2 separate regions of the Gasterosteus aculeatus genome follow, and region 2 is linked to region 1. A link is a contact called in public Hi-C data. All regions are on one chromosome and are shown on one strand. The core of a region is the stretch at or near the end of the contact, and the rest is flanking DNA. Distances in the headings are between cores, read along the strand shown. Region 1 has its middle 24 kb from the start of cxcl14. Region 2 has its middle 6.3 kb from the start of eif4ea.

Region 1 (4,716 bases), core at 959-3,458:
GACAGTATTTCACTACATTCTACTGGTTTGGGTGCTTGAATGGTAGAAATAAAGTAGCTCTTAACTGGGGGATAAATGGATAAAGAAGAGAGGTCTTATATTTGCTGCATACTTAATCAATAGCTCATTCAAATTCAATCAATTGTTTAAAAACAAGGACAAAACATTTATATACTTCTGTTCATTAAGAAATGCCAATAACATATTCAGTGGTATATGAGATGAAAGAATTTAAAGAAATCTAATAAACAAATAAACAAATGCAGTGCGGTGTGCAGACGCCAACAGCAAGAAATAACGATAAATACAAAGCGCTCATATAGAAAAAGAAATTAGAATAGGATGTGAAAGCGCAACTGTTGGAAAATGGGGACGAACTTAAGAGAGGAGGAATGAGAAAGGGAACATGCTGGAGGAATAAAGTAAGAAGGAGAGAGAGCAGAAGGAATGGAGGGAAGAAGTGAGCAGCTGAAGAAGTTTCATGATGACCTCAAAAATCTTTGCAAGCGAACCAGTGAGCTACAGAGGCAGATGAAAGGAGAAGGGCATGAAAAGATTAATAAAAACGGAAGCAAAAGAAGGAATCTGAGCAAGTGGAGGAGATGTTGAAGAGGCTGAAAGACGAGAGAGAGACCAGAGAGAGAGAGGGGGAGGAAATGAGGAAGATCTGTGAAGGAGAGGCCAGCGATGAAGAAGACAGAAACCCTGATAAAGGCAATTCCCCAAAATCATGATCTCTTGAACGCATGGAAAAAAAACCTTTGAAAGACAAGTGGAGGAGGATGAAGGAAGAAAGTTAGAGGAGATCTGCTTTGACGCTGGAGGAGGTCGAAGTGAAAGTGCTGACACGAAGCAGAAACAACAAGCAGAGGGGTGAAAATCAAAGAGGAACGGGTCAATAATAAATTAATGTGACTGTAATTACAAAGGAAAAAGATCCCTCGGTCCGTGAGGTTCACATTAAAAAGTCCTGCTCCAACACATTAGTGGGAGAAAAATGAGAAAAATGAGTTTCTCAGAGATGTTGTTCACCATCTCACCAGCAGGTCTCTGGAGGAGAATTAAACCTTCAAACATTTATTCCCTTTGATGATTCTTTATCCCCCCAGACGGAGGCATTGATATAATGTTTGTTTGAGGATGAAAGTCAACATGCTTCTTCCTCATTAATTTAACACGTCTGGTTGAAATGGAGGGAGAAGCAGTGGTGAGAAAAGGACAGTAGATGCTCATCCGAATGCTTCTAAGCTTCCACCGTTGCCACGGCAACCCGGAGATAAAGGTTATTAATCCAACATTGTTCATCATGCATCCACATCAAATAATATGAGTTATTCTGAGACGGAGTTGTGTGTGTGTGTGTGTGTGTGTCTGTGTGTGTGTCTGGGTGGCGCTGTCCCGAGTGCTGAAGCTCAGCAGAAGGGATCGATGGAGAAGTGTTTTGTTTCAGGCCTACATGTTGGTTCGTATGAAAGCAAAGTGTTGCTATGGCGACCGCTTTGTTCTGTTTGATGGGTTTGTTGCGCATTTGTAGCCGTTTTCATTTCATCAAAAAAGTAAAATCCTCAAGGTTTTGATGATTAGACGATAACAATAAATGTAAATGCAGATGATTACTTGTTAAAGACGCGCTGGATATTAGAAGGAATAATGATAATAGGTATTATAACCAGAGCACGGTGATATTCATAAATACATTTATCAATAATGTTTGCCTCTGAAAGCCCAGGAGCTTTTGCGTAATCAAGGAAGCAGATAAACAGGGGAAGCAAATATAACAACAAAAGCAGGTTTATGAAATAAACTTCATGGTACAAAGAAAAGTAAAGTATTAAAACAAAATAGCAGCCGACTTTAAGTTGAGAGAAGCAGATCTTTGTCCAAAGAATAGAAGTTAATTCTATTTCAACTATACAAATGACTGATTCAATTAAAGTCTTACCGCCTGCTTAACACAAGCAAAGATTTGTCATAAATAACACTGAAATGATTTTTTATCTTTTCATTAAATTAGAAGTTTAGCCGTGGACCCTTTACAGTCCTCATTAAATCCAAACCTATACAATCATCTCAAACGTTTCCCTGCGAGCGCCGTCAGAATGCTAATGAGCCTGTTTCACAGGACTCGTGTTTCTACACTAGATGGCAGCAACGTATCAGAGGCCTCCAGCAGGATCCCACAGCACGTCCTCTGACCTGCTCTAAGCAGACGTGTGTTGCATCCGCCGAGCGGTACACGTTTAACCGGATGGTGAGAGTCCGGCAGGATGCGCGTCGCCGACAAACGAGGCGCTGCAGTCGCTCTCAACGCCTTCATCGATCGCCTACGGGCTTCTTTAGTCAATGGCCCTACCATTTCCTCAGCGACCACAGAGCAGAATGGAAGGTTAGTCCCTGGCACAAACCCCCCCCCGACCCTCCCACCCACTCCTCCCCCGCTGATATGGAACGGATAGAATTAGAAACTGCATCAGTCGGAGGCTCCGGCGCTTCCTGGGCGCCACGCTGCGCCACCGGATTGGATCTCCCTCAAAGGAAATCGACTCGGCGAGTCTGCATTAACACCACCTTGCCCCCCCCCCCCGTCCCCCGCCGAGCCCGGCCAACCTGTTCCACTTGTGCCCTGCCAGGGTTGCCGCTGGCACAGACGGCGGCGGGTACCTTTAAGTGCGGGCCAGGGCGCAACTCTCCAAAGGTGGGCTTCTGATTAATGGAGCCTGAGGAGATGCGGCGCGGCCGCTGACAGATACTAAGTGCGGGTGCCATGTTGGAGGAAGGGGCTCTCCGTCTTGGCTCGCCCGACGAGCCGCGCTGACCAGGTGCCGGCCGAAAACCTCCGCAAGGATTCAATTAAAATTCCATTTCATTGAAAAATGATTCCCGTTGGCTGATCACAGAGCGTGCGCTCCACCAGGAGAGAAGAAGCACGTCGCTGTCGTAGTAATGGGCTCCAGCTTCCGCGATCAGCTTCTACCGATCTACCGAGCGGCCGTTTCACAACAAGAAAGTGAGTTTTTTTTCCCCCCATGCCGCTGATTGCTAGCTGGGTGCGACGCCCGCCATAGCGGCCTGCAGCGGGACGCGCCGACAGTGTGAGCGGCAGTCAGTCGCAACGCGTGCATGCACTTTACTTTAAACACAAAGCAGCGCATGAAGACGCGAGCGTCCTCGGTGAGACGACGCGGCGACAGTCAGGCGGAGCAGCAGCCTCTCCGTAGGGCTGCGGCGTTTTTTAGCGGCGGCTGGCGTGTGAGATGCAGCCCCTGCGGCGTGGGCGCGCGCTCATTCCCGCGTGTGCTTTGCGAGTGCGTTCCCGTGCGGATCGCAGCTGTGCCTGGGTATCACGAGAACACATCGGGCTGGCAGCTACAGAGGTACTTATCACCTTCTTCTGAGAGCACAGGAAGCAGGAGAGAGGAGGTGGGGGAGGAAGAAGGAAGGAACGAAACGGGGGGGGCCGCTGTTTAAGTGAGTTGTCAAATTCTACAGCTAAAAAACAGGATTTCTCTCCGAGACGAGCCGAACAGAAAAGATAAGGTAAATATTGAATAGTGCTGCTGCTCCCTGTGAGCCCGAAAGGCCTCAGAGGGCCACACGTCCACAGTGTCAGAGCTCTACAGTCATTAGGGGCCCCGGCCGCTGCCTTCTGATGCACACGCTCGCCTCAGGAGGAGTTCATGCAAAAGCGCAGTAAGATTATTTTATATCTGCTTAGTCTACGTTTGTTCCTGTGTTGGTGATGGGTCTCTGTCTTCCTCTGGGTATTTCCTTCCATCTATGCAGCTTCTTGGCATTTGAAAATCATTTGAGGCTTAATTCATTCTAGAGAGATGTGTTGGCAGCTTATATGTGGTCTTCATTATACACGGGGATTTTCATCTGGAGGAAGCAAACGTGTAGGCGAAGAACATCCGACAAGATCGCGGTGTTACCCTTTTATCAGCTAACCTTTGCTATTATCTCTAACCTGGCAAAGCTTTATCTTATTATAGATTTTCTGTATTCAACGTGACACCTCCGTTGCTCTCCCATTCTTAATCTTAAGTAGCCCCATCTCTGTGATCCTTGCACAGATAGAATCTACAACATTTGAAAGCGAATATGCTTCCTGGAACACTCTCTGAGATTTCTCTGAGAAGGTCAAAGTTGCGTTGGGAGAAGACCAGCCCGTCTGGCTTGTGCAGGCTCCAGCGGCGCTGTCTGTTCACGGAGCCAGCGGGATTCAAATGGAACATTTACGATGAAATCACGTGCTTGTCCAAGGATCCTTTAAGATCTTTAAAGCGTTAAGGTTGAAAAGAGCTGGCAGAGGCTGATCTTTGCAGAGGTCTCCACAAAGCGTTGCGGTGTGGAATGCTGGTCTGAGGTCAGCACATCAGAGTGTCTCATGTGTTGCTAACAACATTCACACACAGCACATCCTGCTTCCAAAGTAGTACTACTCGAGCCCTCTGACATCCTGTCATCCTCTGAGGAAACACCAAGTCACTTTCTATAATCGCATTCTGATGGAGGGGCAGCGCCCGTTTCTGTTTTTTGCAGCTGCAATTATCCACTTCCCTCTGAGGATAAACAGAGTTCATCGTACTTCTGAGGCCCTTGTTTGTGCAAAGTGACTCACAGCTCGGCGTCAACAACTGTGCCGCTGTATTCTGGGATGTAACAATGCTAATGACATTGTTATCAACTCTGACAACCGTTCGGCATCTTGTTTGC
Region 2 (4,716 bases), core at 940-3,439, 330 kb after region 1:
ATTTCCAGCGTGGCCAGTAAGTGGTTTTCTTTTTGCATCGTCATGCAGGTTTGTAGCACGATGCTCGTCTGCAACCTACGGATTCTTGGATCGCTATCAAGGCAGATGCTTCAGAAGCCGTCTGGGCAAGTAGCGGATAGATGCACAAAAGCTTCTTGCAGACCCATTCTGCAGCGTGTAGAGGGAGGTGTTTAACCACATGGAGGGATGGAAAATGAAGCGGCCTTATATATATATTATTGCCCGAGCAGTTAGCCGTCAATTTCCTTTTTTTAGCAGTTTTCCGTTCGATTAATAAAAAGTGTCTGTTTGTCATAATCAAATCCAAGCACAAAGGTCTCTCGAATTACACATAATTGCGTCTGCAGGCCGACAAATCTCTGAGGAAACATGGCTTTTTTCACCCGAGTGCAAACATCAGGTTCACTGGTGTTGAAATAAATACGCATTCAGGTTCTATGATTACCAAGTTGATGAACTGCTGTTACAAAAAAAGAATTTATGCACAAGACGTGGATGATGAACGGCACCGACGGCAGCACCAGAAGCCCGGTTTGCTTGTTTGGGTAGTAAAACGCCTCCCGCATCCTCGAGCAAGCCGCTGTTTGAAGCAATTATGAGGGTAAATATGAGGCGCACGCCCCAGTGTTAGCTGCTATTAGCCACACAGCTTCCTCATTTCCAATGAGTCAAGAAAAGTTCAATGTATTTACAAAGCCTTGTCCATCAAACAACTCGGGCCCAAAGTGGTTTATCGAACAAAGCACATCGCTGCAGATTGAAACGGGGCCAACCATAGATAAGTATACAAAGGCTAGATGTCATATATATATATATATATATATATATACAAAGGCTAGATGTCTCTCTCTCTCTATATATACATATATATATATATATATATATATATATATATATATATATATATATATATATATATATATATATATATATATATATATATATATAAAGGCTAGATGTCTCTCTCTCTCTATATATATATGTATATATATAAAGGCTAGATGTCATATATATATAAAGGCTAGATGTCTCTCTCTCTCTCTATATATATATATATATATATATATATATATATATATATATATATATATATGTATAACGGCTAAATGTCTCGTCCACACAAGGCGGCCATCTTGCTACAGGCAGCTCGCTCACATAACATTGTGTTGGTAATGGTATACATGTATTTTTTAAATCACCATAACTTTTTCAACCAATTTTTAAACGGTTTGGTTTGTTATGAACGTCAGAGATGTGAATAATTATGTTATGTCCTTTAAAATAGAATAACATTCTAAAATAGGTACAAGATCTCCCTTTACAAATCCACATCAAGAAATGCTGCATGTTGAAATCCTGTATAGAGATGTATTTATGACACTGCATGCTTATGAATAATTATGATTATAAACATGGGTTTTCACATGAAAATAACATTAAACAGAACAGTATTCATAAGTATAATAAATTTATAAGTTCTTATTATTTATTACTACCAACACAATGTTGTGGGTGAGCGAGCTCACTGTGGCAAGAAGGCCGCCATGTGCGTAAGACATCCAGCCTTCATGTACATATCCATGGCGCCAACGCTACCGTCTTTACACTCATAGGGGCTGTTTGTACACCCAAAAGACGCCTGCGTCACAGAACAAATATTTGTTGTGTGACGTCGAGTTTTGAGATATAGAAGTGAAATTGGTGGGTGTTGTTTTGTGTTGTTAGGTAAAGAATATTTAAAGCCACTAATACTCACTTATAACCGAATCAATTTCAAAATCCTGAATATTAAAACAAAAGGTCACCAGATCGTAATGTGTCATAATTGAGATGTAGTATTTTTCTGTATCGTTGAAGTGGTAGAGGGCTTGTTACACAGTATGTAAAAGTATTTATGAGAGCAATCAAAACTAACTACATGCCTGCCACCACAACGGATTAGTAATCCAGGTTCATCTAAACATATTTAAATGTGCAACACGTCAATGGAACTCCCGCGACACTGACTCTAAACCTGCTTCTTATGATCTCGTGCGACATGAAGTCGGTCGGGGGCCTCCAGCTCAGACGACTTGATGGCGGCGGCGTCGGCGCCTCTGGGAGCCGGTCAGCAGCGCCGTGGATGAGGGCCTACACCCGCCGAGCCCGGCTCAAGGTCCTTCAGAGGCCGCTCCTGGTGCTGCTGAGGAGAAACGGTTAAGTGACACATCTGTCACGCCGCACAGAGGGAGTCGGCACCTCCCGCAGATGCAAAGAGCCATCTGCAGCCTCCTCTGCCGCCGCCCGGTCCAGAGAGGCGTCGTGTCACCGGCTTTTAGAACTCCGGCACTCGTGCATAGGTGGTGGTACGAAAACATCAGTCAAGGGCAGGTAGCGCGGCTTGACTCGCCCGGTCCCTCCTGCACGCTGCACAGGAGGCTGGTGAGCAGGAGGCCGACGGTTGCCCGAGGCGATAGGGGAGGCATTGTAATGCGGATTCTCTGCTTGGTGGGGGGGGTGGCGGGGGAGGTATATAAATAAATATGGGAACGAGAGACACAGCTGCTATTTACAGATATCTTCTTCCCGTTGTGTGTGCAACCGACGCACTCAGTGGAAAGCCCAATTTAACCAACCAAAACGGTGGAGGAGGAGGATGGAAGGCTTGGAGGCTGAAGGTCCAGCGTGTGGCTACACTGCCTCCCTGTGGCCGGTTTATGACAAGCAGAGCACCACTGTCACCATCCCACCCGAGTGCACCGTTTCGTGATTTATTACCTATGGCAACAAAAGGTGAGCAGCGGAGATATTTGGATAGATAGATGCACGCAGCAGTCTGAAACGGGGTTTTTTTTTTTTTCAAAAGTTTGAAATAAACTGAGCAGAGAGGCATGACCTCAACGATCCAATACCGCTGGGACCAATTCGGAACGCTGTCTGAAGCCTCGGCGCGCACCACTAGCGCCCAACTTTACAAATGTCGGGATAGAAAGAGTACTGGGATATTTTACTCAAATAAAAGTACAACTATTGGTGTAAAAAAGTAGGCCACACGTGAACGTATTAAAAGAACCCACAAGTGGCAATGTCGTCACTACCAAACAAATGCCAAAAGCGTGACGCATAACGCCATCCCGTTGATGACGTACATGCTCGTGAGTGTGGGCTTTAGACCGCGGAACGGCACCACGTGCTCACAGACGTCCGAGATCTCCTTGATGAGATGGCCGCTGAGCCCAAGTCCACTCACTGTAAGTCACTGCTAGCGGCAGCATGCAGCGTGACTCACAGCATAAGCTACACGCTAAGTGGAAAGTGACAAACGCGTCCTCCCAGGCCTCCTCCTGACTGCGACAATTCAATCAGACTTTTGATTACTCTGCATGCGCCCACCTGGATCTGCAGCAAAATGAACAAGCTGCTTGTGTATTCATTTGTATTTTGAATACACATCTTATTTTAACGGACATTGACGGGCTCCTACTTGAGGATGTGAATAATATTTCCACCTCGCCCAAAAAGCCTTAAACAGCTGCATAACAGACGCACGTGGTCTGGCCTTTGCTCGCCTTTTGCAACCTGAAAGATGAGCACGTGTGTGTTCCCCTCGGGTTAGTGCTTCCATCCGTCAGGACCTCCGCGTCGTCAAACCCACAAAACCTTGGGTGTCGGCTGTTGGGTTAAAAGGTGCCAATCAGTGAAAAGGGGCCCAGAGGAGGGAAATACTTTAGCATAAATCAATACGGAAAAGCGCTGCCCAGAGAGGATCGCCAGCGCTCTGCATCATCGGCTTTTTTTAAGGCGTCGAAGCGGCAGCCGGCGGAAGAGAAGACCGCAAAATAAGAATTGGATAATGAAATAATTAGTCAGGGTGTAATCAGATGTGCATGTTTTTACAAATCCTTGATGCATGAGCTACATTATGGAGGGAAAATAATAATTATCCCTCACAAGACTTTATTACATTAACACATTTCATCACATTTTGTTCTCGTAGAAGGGCTATAAAACGGACACATGATTGCTTTACGTAACACACACACACGATAAATGGCCAGATAACCGGACTCATCTGAACCAGTAGGGCTTCGCGAGGCCCGAGGGAGACGCTGTACCTGCAGTGAGTTCATTCGCCTGCTGAACGTAAGGGGACGAAAGACGCAGCAGAAACAAATCAGCCGGATATGTTTTACTGCTCTGAAAATACCTGCACATGTTAAATAGTTTCATGGTTGAAATATTAACAAAGGGCCAACATCTTTGTTCAGAGACAACTATGAAAACAGGATTATACAGTTTATTACTGACTGCTCCGGCATTATGTGCAACTACACACGCGTGTGTTTTTCAAATACTCTTCATATTTAAGAAGCCTGCAGCGAAAGCCGTTGAAGTAAATCCACCGTTTTCCTCCTTTGCGTTTCCATCTACATTTAAGGAACGTTCCCGTAGCGCCGAACAGTCGCTTAAAGGAGCGAAAGCTTCTCGTGTTTTACCCTGTGAGATAAAACCTTCATCTAATTGCCTCCTTAGCGAGGAATGAGCCTTGATTGATTGAGTTAATTACACGGAGGCTTTATTGCAAAGGAGCGTTTGGGGGTCGTGTTGCTTTACAGTGGGCGGTCGATGATGTCATAGATCACCTGAGGCCCCTAACAGGCCACAGGTGATCTATGGAGCCCAATACGGCTGAACATGCCGGCATCAGTGTGGCTA

Evidence for each region. Hi-C and Micro-C count contacts between places; a contact is called where the count stands out from the background.
Region 2: a contact with region 1 is called in a Hi-C map of skeletal muscle, with 6 times the contacts expected there. The contact joins two enhancer-like sites. A contact is called at or near these places in 2 of 6 Hi-C or Micro-C datasets (both in skeletal muscle).

The regions. Positions count from the first base shown.
Region 1 is chr4:1,477,768-1,482,483 of fGasAcu3.hap1.1, forward strand. No RefSeq gene overlaps it. Among protein-coding and RNA genes, the nearest start is that of cxcl14, 24 kb to the left of the region's middle. Within about 2 kb of position 2,209, at least 2 of the 9 cell types and tissues checked have open chromatin away from gene starts, as enhancers often do.
Region 2 is chr4:1,805,147-1,809,862 of fGasAcu3.hap1.1, forward strand. No RefSeq gene overlaps it. Among protein-coding and RNA genes, the nearest start is that of eif4ea, 6.3 kb to the right of the region's middle. Within about 2 kb of position 2,190, at least 1 of the 9 cell types and tissues checked has open chromatin away from gene starts, as enhancers often do.